3 separate regions of the Mus musculus genome follow, and regions 2 and 3 are each linked to region 1. Evidence: chromatin contacts called from public Hi-C data. All regions are on one chromosome and are shown on one strand. The core of a region is the stretch at or near the end of the contact, and the rest is flanking DNA. Distances in the headings are between cores, read along the strand shown. Region 1 overlaps Dnajc1 (DnaJ heat shock protein family (Hsp40) member C1). Region 2 holds the start of 4930447M23Rik (RIKEN cDNA 4930447M23 gene). Region 3 overlaps Armc3 (armadillo repeat containing 3).

Evidence for each region. Hi-C and Micro-C count contacts between places; a contact is called where the count stands out from the background.
Region 2: a Hi-C map of nephron progenitors shows a contact between it and region 1, with 2.5 times the contacts expected there. The contact joins the promoter of 4930447M23Rik here to the enhancer-like site in region 1. A contact is called at or near these places in 2 of 15 datasets of contacts at CTCF or cohesin (large pre-B cells and pro-B cells), 10 of 484 Hi-C or Micro-C datasets (B cells, the HL-1 cell line, the N1E-115 cell line and 5 more) and 1 of 9 other capture datasets (embryonic stem cells).
Region 3: a Hi-C map of cerebral cortex shows a contact between it and region 1, with 3 times the contacts expected there. The contact joins two enhancer-like sites. A contact is called at or near these places in 10 of 484 Hi-C or Micro-C datasets (CD4 T cells, the HPC-7 cell line, adipose-derived mesenchymal stem cells and 4 more) and 1 of 9 other capture datasets (embryonic stem cells).

What each region holds. Positions count from the first base shown.
Region 1 is chr2:18,215,393-18,220,286 of GRCm38.p6, reverse strand. Dnajc1 (DnaJ heat shock protein family (Hsp40) member C1) reads left to right here. Exons shown (of 12, transcript NM_007869.3): 11 at 388-836; 12 at 2,962-4,894. The coding sequence ends at 3,030. Among named protein-coding and RNA genes, the nearest start is that of Gm39761, 21 kb to the right of the region's middle. Within about 2 kb of position 2,191, at least 44 of the 459 cell types and tissues checked have an H3K27ac peak or open chromatin away from gene starts, as enhancers often do. A contact at or near this core is called in cerebral cortex, nephron progenitors and palatal mesenchyme, where this site is marked.
Region 2 is chr2:19,341,762-19,346,655 of GRCm38.p6, reverse strand. It overlaps 4930447M23Rik (RIKEN cDNA 4930447M23 gene), which reads right to left and starts at 2,339. Exons shown (of 4, transcript NR_126563.1): 1 at 1,537-2,339.
Region 3 is chr2:19,273,603-19,278,496 of GRCm38.p6, reverse strand. All of the region lies in intron 10 of Armc3 (armadillo repeat containing 3), which reads right to left. Among named protein-coding and RNA genes, the nearest start is that of 4930447M23Rik, 68 kb to the left of the region's middle. Within about 2 kb of position 2,131, at least 147 of the 459 cell types and tissues checked have an H3K27ac peak or open chromatin away from gene starts, as enhancers often do. A contact at or near this core is called in cerebral cortex and nephron progenitors, where this site is marked.

The sequences.
Region 1 (4,894 bases), core at 942-3,441:
AATAGTTCTACTAGAACTCTGTGTCTGTGCCTGCCTGCAGAGGAGGTGCAGTGCTAAGCTTGCCTAGTGTATTTTCATTATGCTAATAGAACTAATGAATCCTAGATTATAGAGAATTCCTTGGCTTGTCCAGTAAGTGTTAGGTTTCCTTCCTAAAGGACCCCTGCTCTTTGATCGAAGTCTGGCCATGTATACCCAGTATTCCTCAGAGCAGTGGCAAGGACAAAGCTCCAACCCCCATGTCTAGCGCGTTCAGAGAATGCCTTCCCTTGTGGGTAAGACTGGGGTGTTCCTAGTGAAGAAGGTAAAGTAGACAGTGCATGTCAGATGCCCAGCACACTGTCCAGGTTCACCATGCCCTTTCTCGTGTACTGTGTCCTTTCCTAGGAATGACCAGGCTCTCTGAACTTAAGTCAAATGGTCAGAATTCCAGGCCAATCAAGATAGCCACAGCCTTGCCAGATGACATCATCACGCAGCGGGAGGACTCAGCAGGGGCCATGGAGGATGAGGAGCACGAGGCTGCTGAGGGTGAGCAGGAGTCAGCGACCACAGAAGCCCGACCTCGGAGGCGGAAGTCAGCCAGGGCGGCTGAGGCTGTAACCAGAGTGGAGCCAGAGGAGAAGCTGAGAGGAAAGAGGCAAAAAGACTTTGATATATCAGAACAAAACGATTCCAGTGACGAAGAGAAACAACGAAAAGAAAGAACTCGTGCTGCAGAGGAGGCGTGGACTCAGAGTCAGCAGAAACTTCTGGAATTGGCATTACAGCAATACCCTAAAGGAGCTTCTGACCGCTGGGACAAAATAGCCAAATGTGTCCCGTCTAAGAGTAAGGTATGTAACACTGCAGGGGAGTGGGTGGACCCATGCTTCCTTCCCCGGCTTACAGCCCTTTCTTCCATGCCCCACTGGCTACAGGACCTTGTGTTTCACAGTTGTCTTCGTCTCTCCTCAGCTCGTGAATCTGCACACTTGCCAAGGTAGAGATGAGGTCAGGATGCTAAGAATAGCCATTATGCAGAATAGCTCGCTCTTCTCGAAGAAAATGAGAGCTATGAAACAGAACTCAGTCAGTGGGCAAGGGTGCTGGCCTTCAAACTTGCTTGACGGCTCAATCTCTGCAATTCACATGGTGGAAAGAAAGAACCAACTCCCTCAAATTGTCCCAGGATGTGTCTGGCCACACGTGTAAACATGCATTCATGTATACACACAAACAAACATACATACATGTAATATATTTTATTATAGATATATGTGATATATAATGTGTGTATGTATTTAAACATGTGTACATATTTTTAAAGAAACAAAAACTTCCCACTGCAGCCTGCCAGCCTACTGGAAAGTTTGTCCTACTCAGGAAGTACTTTATGAGTGAAACAGAGCTGCCAAGAAGTGTCCCTGCTCCACAGAAGGTGGGGTAGGGTCCCCTGGCTCTGTGACAAGTGTGACCCAAAGGGTGAGCAGGGCCAACCCCTACACTGTCAGCGTAACTCGGTGTGGCAATGCTTTGGTTTTGGTGGCACTTGGCCACCCAGAGATGAGCGGCTGCTAAGACACCATTCTCAAACACAGCAGAGGTGACCTGCTGAGAGCCCAATGTGCCCTCCCCACCACTGTGATTTGTACTGGGAGGCTTGGAGCTCCTGGGTAAGGTTTCCAGGCCAGCCGTCCTCCCCAGTGCTCCCTGAAGGCTGTGTTCCAAGTGTGAGGCACCCGGAGCACACAGAAATCAAAAGCAGCCTCTGGGCACATTGAATTCCTTAATTGAAATTCTATGTTGGAAAGCCTAGCTTGTGGCCATGCATATCCCTGAGTGCACAGGTCTACCTACTTTACGTTGATGAAACTGAGTTTCTGGAGAGAAAAATAAGCCATTAGCAATTAATCTCTTTAAGCACAAATTCTTCCAATCTCTACAGCTGGTTTGCCGAAAGTAATTATTTCACTGAGTTTCTCTAACTTCTGTCAGACTCAGCCATTTACATGTGTAATAAATTGAATTTTGCTCAAAATTAAAGCAGCAGAGAGGAGCAGAACCTTCTTGTTTGCCCCAGAGAGGAGCAGGGCTTCCATGGCCCACAAGTATCCCTTAGCTTTGACTGCAACCTAACCCCACAGGCGCGGGAGGGATGCCCACTGACCATCTGGTGTCAGCTGCCTTGGAGGGAGCTCAGGTTCTGTCAGGAGACACTGCCTCCTGCCTGCTCAGCCTTCAGCACTACCCACACTGTCCTGTTGAGGGCTGAATGCTGAGTGGCCATGGCTGTTTCTGTGCTAATACTTTGAAGGCATGGGTGGGTGATGGTGGAATGTAGGGAGGCACTCACCACAAGATGCTCATCCTACACTGATGCACCCATCCTGTCCCGGGTACCTGATTAAGGACACTGTTTAGCACAGCAGTCATTTGCCCTGGACCCTGAACTAACATGCTTACAGTACCATAGGGTTGGTATCATCTAGACAGGAAGAGAATAGATTCTAAAATATATATCATGCCCACCTGAAAATAGCGGCCACTTCCTTCCATCTTCTCCACCTTTCCCACTCCATGAGGTACCGTCCATGCTAGTTCTGTGCTGCATAGGAAGGTCCCAGCAGCCACCAGGGAGAAGCACGAGCAAAGCATGAGAGCATTGTAGCCCCAGGTTTCTTGGATTCTCTGGACTGGGATGTGATGAGAGGGAGTTCCCATGGTAGAAGGGTTAGCAAGCTGAGTGGGGACGCCACACTGCACTCCATAGGCAACCCTCAGCTATTCCTGCAGCAGATCTTCTCTGACCAGGTCTGCCTGGGACCAACTAGGCTTTCCCAGAAGATTGTAAAGGAAATGAACACAGGCTTCTTCATTAGGACTGGGCAGTAACTCGCAGAGAGGTCACAGCGAGCTGACAGCACCAGGAGCACTGACCCAAGAAAGAACTGTCACCACCTCTTTCTTTATTTCCCACAGGAAGACTGCATTGCTAGATACAAGCTGCTGGTTGAACTGGTCCAAAAGAAAAAGCAGGCTAAAAGCTGAATCTTCTGGAAGGTGACGATCAATGACCATCATTTTCCAAACAAGTACTCGAGAAATCTCATGCAGAAACTTATATTTTGTACCTCAGTATTTCTAAACATCATGTGCCTTAGTAAAAAAAAGAAAGGAAGAAAGAAAGAAAGAAAAAGAGAGGGGGGGGAGAAAGAAAGAAAAAAAGAAAGAAAGAATGAATCAATTATAGATGCTGTAAGGTGCCATTTACAGGCCTTCCTTGTGTTTCCAGGGGAGAGTGTGGTGCCAAAAATATGAGGTCCTCTGTTGGCCAGCGAAGGAGGGAAAAACAGGTGCACCAGGTGGAATTTGAGATAAAGCAAATAAGTTTGATTGTCAAATGAGAAATTTAAGCCTGGAAGGTGGTTCAGTGGATAAAACCGCTGACTGCTAAGCCTGCCAGTCTGCACTCACTCTCCAGCAAGCACATGTTCACAGGAGCTGTCCTCTGACCTCTGCATTCATATTGTGGTACAGCACACACATCCGAGCCCACATAGACACATGCACATGAATACATGGATCTAAAATTTTTAAAGAATTTCTTGCTTTTGTTTGAAACTTGAAAACGCTTTGGGCTTGTTCTTCAGTTTTGTTGTGTTTTGGAGAGAATGCTTTGCTTTTGTGTATGTCTGTGTACCAGAAGACGACATTGGATCCCATAGATCTGTTGTATGGATGGCTGTAAGTCACCATGTATGTAGGTGATGGAAATTGAACTTCAGTCCAGCCCCTTGTTTGAAACTTTAGAAGGAAACTTCAAACTGCTGCCAAGCAAGAGATGTGCTCCACTGGCTACAGTGTGCTGTTTGTGGTCATGCCCAGTTCTACACAATGACACCTCAGTACCCAGTATGTTACTGTTAGCAGGTAAGGCCTCTCAGTGTGATGAGCTGTTGCCAAAACTCAATGTCTGCCCCTTCGCCTAAGGTCTCAAAGACAAACCAACAACTCCAAAGTCCATGCAGGCTAACCTTATATAGTTTATATAGGGTTACTTACAGTGGATGAGGGCTTATGGGTTGGAGCAGAGGTGACCTTAAAGCAGCCACACTGGAAGGTCTGCAGCCGGAAGGGATGGTGTCTTCCCAAGGCTTCATTGAGGGAGCCAGCTTCCCTAATCCTTCCTACCTACAGAGTCTAACACCTTCCAGAGACCCTAAAGCACATGCAATTAGAACAGAATTGCATACAGCTGGATAGTGGGGGTTGCCTGGCTACTCACATAACTGTTCCATGACTCCCTCCCCAACCCCTCCTTTCCAAGATGTGAGTCCAAGTCTGTCAAGCAGACCCAGCTGGCCTCCTGAAGGTGGTGGCAATTTGACCTATTATCATGGGCATAACCACACACAAAGTCCCTAGGAAGCCAATGGTCTTCTTCCTCTCATTGAAGAACAGGCCTGGCAAAGATGCACTCTGGCTTCAGCCTCCAACTTCCAGCAGAGCTGCTTCTGCTTTTAGCCACTATGCATGTTGTTAAAGAGTGGTTTTCTAGAGAGGCCCTGTCCCGTAAGTACCTGTGGACTGTCGTTAAGGGTGTCAGACATGGCCTCCCACTTACTACTTACTTTTCAGCTCGTTATCCGTTTCCTGAACCTCTCCTCACATCCAACTTGCTCGCATCACTGTCCACCCAAGTACTGCACCCATAGCATTTTCTGATCCTGAAAATCAGTATGAGTCCTCTTTTGATCACATTCTTTCATGGGAATAGAAGTAAATGCCCCACATTCTGGGACGGAACTCTCTCAACTAGTAGAGTACTTCCCAGCATTCATGAAGCCCTGAGAGTCTATCCCCAGCACCCTATAAACCTGGGTGTGGTGCTGCATGGCTGTCCTCCCAGAAC
Region 2 (4,894 bases), core at 1,090-3,589, 1.1 Mb before region 1:
AGAGAGATGCCCAGTCAGGGCTCTCTCCAAGACTCATTGCCACCATAATGGTAAGGCACATCAGAGACAAACAAGCAGACATTGTAGGTCACCTTGCTTCTTAACCCCAGGTTTGATGCTCCAGATATTAGCATCTCAGTGCTCAGACATCCAGCCTACCGTTTGCTTCCATGTGCTCTGCCAGACCCTGGACACCCTGTGCCCCACCCTCCCCCAGCTCTGTTTTCAGTGCATGCTCATGTCCGTGTTTCCCAGTGATCCCTATAAAACTGTGACAGGAGTCTTGAAGCCAGATGTGCAATTACAAACTAAATGTTGGTGTCACACCCTTGATTGGTCTTTCAGGGCTCTTGCCTCAATGACAACCTTTTCTTTACCCAGCCTGCTAGGCTTCTCTCTGGCCTCGTACTCTCTTCTGTTAGTAAGTCACACAATTTCCAAGAAAACTTTTGATCCCCGGATGCTGCAGCCCCTGATCACTTGATCTGGCCCTACCCCATGCCTGGAGCAGTCTCCACTGACTTCTCCACATTGGCTCCATTTCTTTCTGGACAGACATGGAAAAGTGCCCTTTCTGGGGACATGCCAAAGTTCCCTTTAGTCCTTCTGCTGTCACTGGGAAACCTAAGGTCCTCAGATTTGAGCAATTTAAGAATCAGTATGGATCAAAGAAGACCAAGGCATACCTACTGCCTACATGAACCTGCCAGAACAAAGTAGTCATATCTTTATGACCTGGCATTCTGACCCTCAATCCTGTACTTGTGAAACTACTATTCCTGCCTTACCCTGATGTTGAGCCTGAAACCCAGGTGGGATCTCCCCCCCCCCTCCCCCCGGTCTCTCACAAGCAGGCAGTTATGGATGGAGGTGTTCCACTAGCTCATGCAATGCTCCCATCTGTATAACCTGCCCTTGCAGGACTGCGTAAGCTCTTGATACCAGGACATACTGCTTTCCCCCAGCCAGCACTCGTTTTTGTGATGTCATGATGCTGTTTTCCAGAGTTCTAGGTCATGGCAACCTGACTTTGGAAGTCATGAGTTAAAGCGTGTGTTTGCACTCTGAGCTGACTGTACAGAACAGGTCTCAGCTGGAACAGACAGGCCACTGTGGCACAGGCTTGCATTCTCACTAATCGAAGGGGGTGGCAGGATTGTGAGTTTGAGGCCAGCCTGGGCTGTATAGTGGGATCCTGTTGAAGAAGATCAGAAAAAGAGGGAGAGATGAGTGGGGAGCAGGACGAAGAGGAAGAGGAGGAGAGGGAGGAAAGGAAAGGGAGAGAGAGGGGAGGGAGAAGGGGAGGAGAAAGGGATGGGGAGAGATGTCCAGCAATCATAGGAGCCAAAAACTGCCTATAGTCATTCTGGGACCTTCTGAGCCAGCCTAGCAGTCTGGCCAGGTGCATCTTCCCCCCCCCGCCCCCCCCCCCCGCGAGGGATTACTGTCAGATTTAGAATAGAGAAATCATCTCACAAGTGTTCTAACCTGAGCTCAAGCATGAAGCGGCAGGTGTAAGAGGATGGCAACCCTCACCTACGGCAGGGCCCACTCCGCTTCTGTGCTTTGCCCCTCCATCTTGTTGCATCCTGATTTTGTTGCCTGGTTTTGTGTCCGGAGATCTTCATAGGCCAGGTGAACATCGCAGTGAAACGCGGTGGCTTTGTGCATAAGGGCTTCATTTTTCACAGCCATCCTTCTAATAAAAACTGTTTGAAGAAGGAGAGATTGAAGGTTTCTGAGGTTTAAGCCAGGTTGTCATCTAAATCATCATCTCTTCTGGACAAAGCAGCCATTGTCTGCGGGAGTTGGCATGACGGAGAAACCACAAGAGGGCGCACAAAGCCTCGGAATAAATGCTTCGTCTATCCTGGACGCTAAGGAGGCAGAATTGCCAACCCCAGCGCTGGAGGACTCTAACTCCTCCAGACATACGAATGTTCTAGAAGCCCTTCGAGGATGTTTTCATGGTTAGATAAAGAATAGCACTGCAAGTGCACAGAGGGGAGATGTAGGAGGAGTGTTGAGAAGAAAGGGAGTGATTGGCAGGAGAGAAGGGATAAGACAGGAAGACCAAAGGCAAGGAGAGAGGAGAGCCGGGTGGGTGGGAGGGACGGGTGGAGAGGAGACAGGAAAAGGAATGTCGCTTTTTATAGGGCCGAGAGACACGGAAGTCTGGTGTTTCTGTGGACCAGATGGTGTGGCAGGGGAAGGGACCAGGCTGCGGCTTCTCTGGGGGAGAAAGCTGGATGTCTCCCAGGTCTATGAAGTCTGAAGTATGGCGTGAGCTGTCTGAGTCTCTCAAGGGCTTTCCCAGCCTGTTTGCCAGCCTGCAAACTTACCCTTTCTTTGTTGTCACTTTAAAGTCACAACTTGCCTTGACCATGAACATCCATCCTCCTGGCAAACAAGGCCTCATTTTGACGTCAGCAGGCCATGAGGCAAGAGAAGGTGGGCCTGGTAGTAATGACTCCCAGCTGCTTCACGATCACATTTTATTACTGATTATGTAAAACTTTGAGATAATGGAAAAGGAAGTAAGTGGTTGGTTTTTGTTTTCCATTTAAAAATATGTCAGTCCAACAAGAATGGGTAATATTTTGCAAGCTCTTCCTGTATTTGGGGTAGAGATGTAACCTCTAACATTCAAGTGGCATGGGGAAGGAACTGGAATTATCTCTGTCACAGAGGTGAAGTGACTCACCCAAAGACACTTCGCAAGCAGCAAAGGCTGACTTCTGAGCCCAGATCTTGCAACTGCAGAGCCTGTAGCTTGACTAAAATTCATGTCTGTCCAGTGAGCCCAAATTTAAGAATCTATTTCCAAATACCTCTTTGTCATCCATGAATGGAGTTCTTAAATATCTTGACATTAGGACCCCTGTATAGTGTGTGTGTGTTTTAACCAAGTTTCTCAGAAAAAAACCTACAATCTCCATTGACCTTTTTTACAGAAATGATTAATTAGTTACAACAGACTACTGTGATTGGAGTGTTTTAAGCCCTGAGGCAAATTATCTTGGACTACTTTGGTGCCCTAAATAGTCAATTTTTTTGCCTGTTCTGAAAACATCCTGTAACTATTAGGTAAATCATTTTAGAATGTGCTATCAGGTCTCTGGCTTCCACTGATTCAGAAGCCATGAGGCTCAGCAGATACCATTTGAAACCTATAGCATTTGAAGCCTATAGCAGAAATGTCCCACTTTTCGGTAAGTACCTAATTCATGAAAAATGTCTTGAGTTATGACTTTCTTTTGTTGTGTTACTATAAAAAAACTTCATGAATCTGCTGTCATATTGCAACATGGAATCTAAAGTAACCTAAATCGGTGTTCCCAGGCCATGGTTACTCATATTTGTCTCCAAAATAAACTATCTCTTCTCTTTGAGATGAAGGCTATGTTTTCTACTTGACAGCAAAGTGTGACAGCAAAGTGTGTCCCATAAGTGTGTGTGTATGTATGTGGGTGAGCAGATGGGTGAGCAGGTGAATGGGCTGGTGGTGTGTGTGTGTACAGAGACCTACATCAGTATCTTTGTCCCTCACTCTTCACCTTGTAGTTTGAAACATGGTCTCTCACTGAACCTAGTGCATATAGATTGGCTTGACCAACTGACCAAGAAAGTTCCAGGGACTCTTGTCTCCTTGCCCTAGCATTCAGGCAGATACTCTGCACACCCAACTTTTTACAGGACTTATAGAGATGCAAATGGAGGTCCTAATGCCTGTTCTGACCATTTACCTACTAAGTGAAGATTTTTACCTGAGAAATTGCCTCGGGTTGCCTCTGTAGCTTTTATCTGTCTTTATTTCCTATATTATAAAATTAAAACAGGGAAGTCCCAATATTGAAACTTTACATTAAAAGATTGTCAGGCCGGGGGAGGAGGCTCAGTCAATAAAGTGCCTTCCATGCAAGCACAAGGACCTGGGTTCAGATCCTTCAGGTTCACAGCATCTTCACAAATCTAGAATGCAGCCATGTACAGCCTTAATCCCAGACTAGGGCCTAGGAAGGCAGAGGCAGATGGGCAACTGGAGCTTAATGGCTAGCCAGCCTAGCCAAATGGACAAGACCTAAGTTTAATAAAAGACACTGTCTCAACAACAACAACAAATTGGCAGTGCTAAGAATCAAACCCAAGGCTCTTTGCATTCTAGGTAAGTGCTCTAGACTGCTCTACAGCTCACAGATAATTACTAATCATTCAAGATGATAATAATAAACCTATCACATGTATGAACAATATAAATATTCTCACGAAAATATATTTCCAAAAGAAGTAGTAAAAGTACTCAGAAAAATGTTCAATTTTCTACTAAATATAAAGAACTATTATTTCCTATAGAACACACAGAAGATCACAAAAGAAAGACAGTCACGGAAGCCATTTTAAAATCCCACCGCTTACTGGGAACCACTGTTTTCTATCAGGAGAGAATGGAGCATTTCCTGCTGGGCTTTTGGGATCAGAGGACTTTCTCAATGAGGTGATGGAGCTGAGGAAGGGAAGGAGCAGCCTCCTGCCTGAAATCCCTGGCCAACCAGTTAAGTTCTTTGTCTCCCTTTTGAGGAATCTCTGAGAACTTTGCATGCTGGGAATCTGCAGTTTTCTCAGAGTTTTATGAACTTGCCAGGGAGCCTGTATTGATTGTACAGGGGTCTCAATGTCCCTGGCTCTTCACAGCTTTTCTAGAACACATAGAGTGTTCTAGAACAGCCTGCCTGCCTGTCCCAGCAAAGCAGTCAGTATGAAATCTGATGATCTGTAAAATATGAAATTTATAGAAACTTGGAGTTAGAAGAAATGCCAGAAGATACATAGAAGGCATGGTCAGTGAAGCTGGAACCACAGGGCTGCATTCCTTTAAAAGACAAACAACAACAAG
Region 3 (4,894 bases), core at 882-3,381, 1.1 Mb before region 1:
CAAGAAATGAAAAATGAGGAGAGGCTGAGAAGATTGGAGGAAAGGAGAGATGAGAGAGAGAGAGAGAGAGAGAGAGAGAGAGAGAGAGAGAGAGAGAGAGGAGTCTGGGATTAAAGACACAGATTAACTTCTTTGGAGAGAGCAAGAGCCTCCCGCACTTGCTGAGCAACTGGTAAGTGGGAGGGTGAGTGGCCAGGGTGGAGAGAAGTAACTAACTCTCAGAGATACTCTTAGTATCTCTGATACGGGCTGCACAGAGATACAGGGACATAGGACGGGCTGTTGTCCCAAGGTGCCTCAGTGTCCTGCCTACCTCTGGTAACCTGGGGAAGTAACATGCATCTACTTGCTCACGTGTAAAGGAACAAATGCACACAACAATGACAAGGACATTTCTCCACACGGAAGACTGCTGTAGGATCTGAAGCTACACTCTACTGGGGTACTTAGCTAAGTGTTTACCCATAACTGCCAGCTACCAGCAACGGCAGAATCTACCACGGGGAAATATGACCGTATTCCGCCATTCGTATGTGTGTGGGAAATCATCCTTTTCAGACCACCTTCCAGCCAAACAGCTGATATAAACTTGCAGGGTCAGAGTGGAGGCAGCTTCTTCAGAGATCGGATCTGAGCCTTTCCGTGTAGCTACAAATAATGAGCAATAAGGGCCTATTCCCAAGTGAAGGAAAAAGATGTAGGGGATGATTAATAATAATATGAAAAGTCAAGGGTGGATACAAAGTAATGTATAGGTTTAAACAGGCTTCAAATTAAAAGAGAAATAATGTGAGGATATCCAATCGGTTTGATAATTTCCTGTGAAAATCAGTAATGCCGGGAAGCAGACAGTACTAGCAACTTTAAAATGTTATGCAAATATCAGCCCCGCTCTGTAGGTAATAAAGGCAGCACAGATAATTTTCTAATTGAACATTTTATGAGATTCACCGAGCCTCAGAAAACTGGTAGTTAATCAAATTCAAAGTGTTTGTCGAGGTCTGGCAAGCATCAGCTGACACAGAGTAGGGATGGGGAATCAGGTGGTTTTATTGAAAACTCAGGTTTTCATTCTGAGTGCTTTTTAACTTCAGTATGACTCCCACTCCACCCCACCTCACCCCACCCCACCCCCAGCCCAATAAAAGCAAAGACAGGACACGATTCTTCTACGCAAACAGGAAGAGAGGCACTATGGGTGGATATAACAAACGGCCACTCAGTAAATTTGGATGGAAGGAATGAGGTATCCTCATAAGGATACAATGAGGACTCTTTTCTTTTGTCATTGTAATACAAAGCACTTTTATCACTTTGTCCATTGCAAATGTGTGTGCGCACCACGGCTTCTGTGTGCAGCTCAGAGGGCAACCTCTGACAGTCAGATCTTTCCACTGTGTGGGTAGGACTTGAGACTCGAACTCAGGCTTAGTGACAAGGGCCATTACCCACTGTCCAATCTCCAAGGCTCTCAAAGGACTTTTAAAGTCCCAAGCGCTTTGAAATTATTATCCTTAGTTTTTTGTTTTTGTTTTTTTAAAATGACGATCCTTTAAACAAAAGCAGCCTTCCTAAGGCAGCAATGTTATGTTGCCTCTCACTTTTATTGGGAGACTTCCAAGCTTCTAAAATTTTACAATGAATTTAAACAAAAATTAAATAATCTTTTCTATTGCCATGGGATGCATCTATTGCTCAAACGTGCTGCGTTTGTCCCTGTGATAACACAGCGAAGCAAATATTCAGTCACTGGTGGAGGAAAAAAAAATAAGAGGTGTCAAAACATTTTGAAACGACTGCACCTCAAAAAGGGACAAAGACAGACACAAACATCTGCTAACCGTGTATTTAGCAGTAGAATACTATCACAGTAAAATGCTTTCCAGATCACAATCTTTTAATAATGTTCCAAAAATATTATTTTAGGCTCACCAGAGTGTTTCAAATTAAATTAGTGTGTGTTTCATTAAAACACAGAGCGCTCGGTCCATTTTTGCCCCTCCCCCAACTCTCTCCTGAGGCGCCACTAGGGGGCAGTATGAAGACGCGGTTCTTGCCGCTGTGGGTGAAGGGAAATCGCTCAGAAAACCATTTTCTTAAGAAAAACCCGACGCGACAAAGACAATAACTGCGTGGCTTAGGCTTTAGGTCCGACCCATACATCAAGCCTATGTGCTGAGTTTGCGTCTTTCGTGGGTCGTTTCTCAGTGCAATGTTTCTTTAAGGGTTTTGAGACCCGAGATTACTTATCCTAAGTGAATCTGAGTGCTAGGGAGCCCTGGGTCTAGACAGAGTGGTAATTTTTCCTTAAAGGACTGTAGTAAACAACCGCAGCCATCTCGGAGGGTGTGTGGCGTCCCTTCCTGCAAGATATGACGGGGAGAAGGGAAGAATTGGCGTTTGGCCACTTTTAACAGATGTGTGTTGTTGTGTTCCTGTCTTCAAAATAAGTGGTCATCACTCACTCTGTTACAGCCAGCATTCTACAAGAAAATATGGCGACTCTACAGATCATCAGCCCCACATCTACAAGTTAAAAGGTATACAACGAAGTGGTAAAATAAATAAACACAGCATATTATGTTACCAGCCCCACGCCCAGCTTTATTTATTCGGGTGGTGATTTTTTTAAAGCATGAACACACACACACACACACACACACACACACACACACACACACACACACACTTTCTGCACTGGCATAGATAATACCCACTTCAGCTCAGACCATTCCTGGCTATGTGACAGGACCTGAGTCCTGGTTTTTCTCAAGGCATGCTATATACTCTTTCAATAGTATATAAAAATCTATCCTGAGGATGTATTTAAATTTTCCCCCACATATTATATATGGTTTTCTTAGACATGATAATCAACAAATAAATTTTGTAGACGTTAAAGTGATAGTATCTGTCTTCCTTCAGCTTTATTTAAAGGGGAGAAATTTTCTTTGTTTCTAGAGAAATTTTAATACCAATACTACTAAATGATCAGTCAGTCATTCATATTGACAGAGATATAGAGTCAAAGAGAGTCAAAAGTTAACAAAGCACTCAGGCACATCCGTGTAAGGCTCTCTGTCTCTGCACAGAGCCCCTTAATCATCATCAGTGTTTGTGCTCCTGGCCGCAGGTCACACAAAAGTAGAGAAGTCCCTGGAGACTTGTCTCTGCTATTTCGAAGGCTTAAGGTAGCCCAACAATTAATCGATGTATTTTTAAGTGGCCAGTTATATATGCTACAATTCAGAACTTTCTTGGGTTGCTACTTTTGTGGGAGTTGAGAAGCTATACAAAAGAACTGCAAATTCCACAGGAAAATGGGGAGAAGGGGGTCTTTAAAACTCTAGGGTCTTTAAAGCTATCTTCATGGAGCTAAGGTAAGATGGCTATGAAGAATCAGGGTCCATATAGTTGAACACAGTTGTTTGTGAAGAGTTTAACCTTAGTTACAAGTTTCCACTTTTTTGTAAGTATAAAATGATTATAGTTGTTGTTTTCAATATTTATTCATTGGTATTTACTAAAATTGTATCTTTAAAAGAGATCCTTTTAAAAAAGCCTGGTCTGCATCTATATTCATCTTCAAATCTTGTCTGGTTTTTCAGTGAGTAAATTTAGTTATTAGTGCAAAGGATTACTGAATTCTTTCCATTTTGGGGGCAACTTTGAATCTAATTCTGGTCAGATCCAACAGATGGCAGTGATGTTATAAACTGTTTAAAATACTCTCATTGCATGTAGGATCGACTACTCAGAAGGATGTCAACCGCAAATCATTTGCTCCATACTTGTATAAATTATTTAAGAATTTGGAATGATTAATTGGGCAGAAAAGTACACAGTAAATAAAACATGAAATTCAACTGGAGATATTTCCTACATTCACAAATTAAATGGCTTCTCCTTTCCAAAAAGCATTATACACAGAGAACTGTCCAGTATATTACCAGCATAGTAAGGAAGGAGCGCTGCCCGAAATTAGCCGAGGGGGCTACCTATTCATGACTGCCTATTTTACTGCTTCATCTCATTTTCATCTTTCAGACAGGCTTGTCTTCACTGCCTCCTACTTTATTTACCCACTTAAAATAATTTCTTTTTCCTTTCATTTCTAACAAGAGACCCTAGCAGTTCTTGTCTCTCATTCAGATAAGTACTTTGATTCCTGTTAGTTGTTCCTTATTCTTCAACCTTTATTCTGCAAGAAACAAAAGACCAAAAGTAAGGATGGAAGGTTTCTAGAGGGAAGCCACTGTTGACTTCTGTGCTCCAAATTATGTGGACACAGACATTATTAGTCACTTCCTGTTTGAAGATACAGCCACTGGTAGGCACATTTGTATGATTTTTCTGTTTGTTTCAGTTTGATAAAATTCATTGATATTTTAGCAAAGGCATTTATCTCTTCCTCTATTGACCTCTGGATATAGTGGTTATTTTATCAAACAATAAAATGGACACTTTGCCTACATGAATATAAGTTGTTTGTCTATCTTAAGGTAACAAAATTATATAGGATCTAATTATGCTATCTACAGCAGAAAGCACCTGTTCTTGGTTTTTGTTTTCATACAATACTATATTCTCTTTCTTCCCTCCTCCACACACACACACACTTCTCCACCAAATGTTATGCTCAGTATTGAGTATTTGGAATAGACCACTTTGCGTGAATGGGCTCTGCCTACCTTCATGAGCCTTCTGAGAACACCATTTGTCACCAAGGAAGGTCAGCATTTTGAATGTGCTTCTTCTGATTTTTATTCATATATATATAATATATATATGCGTATGTATGTATGTATATGTTTCTCTATTTGTGTGTATGTGTTTTAATCTAAACCTTTCTAAAGTGAAAACTAACCAAACACTTAAAGCTGTACGCACATTT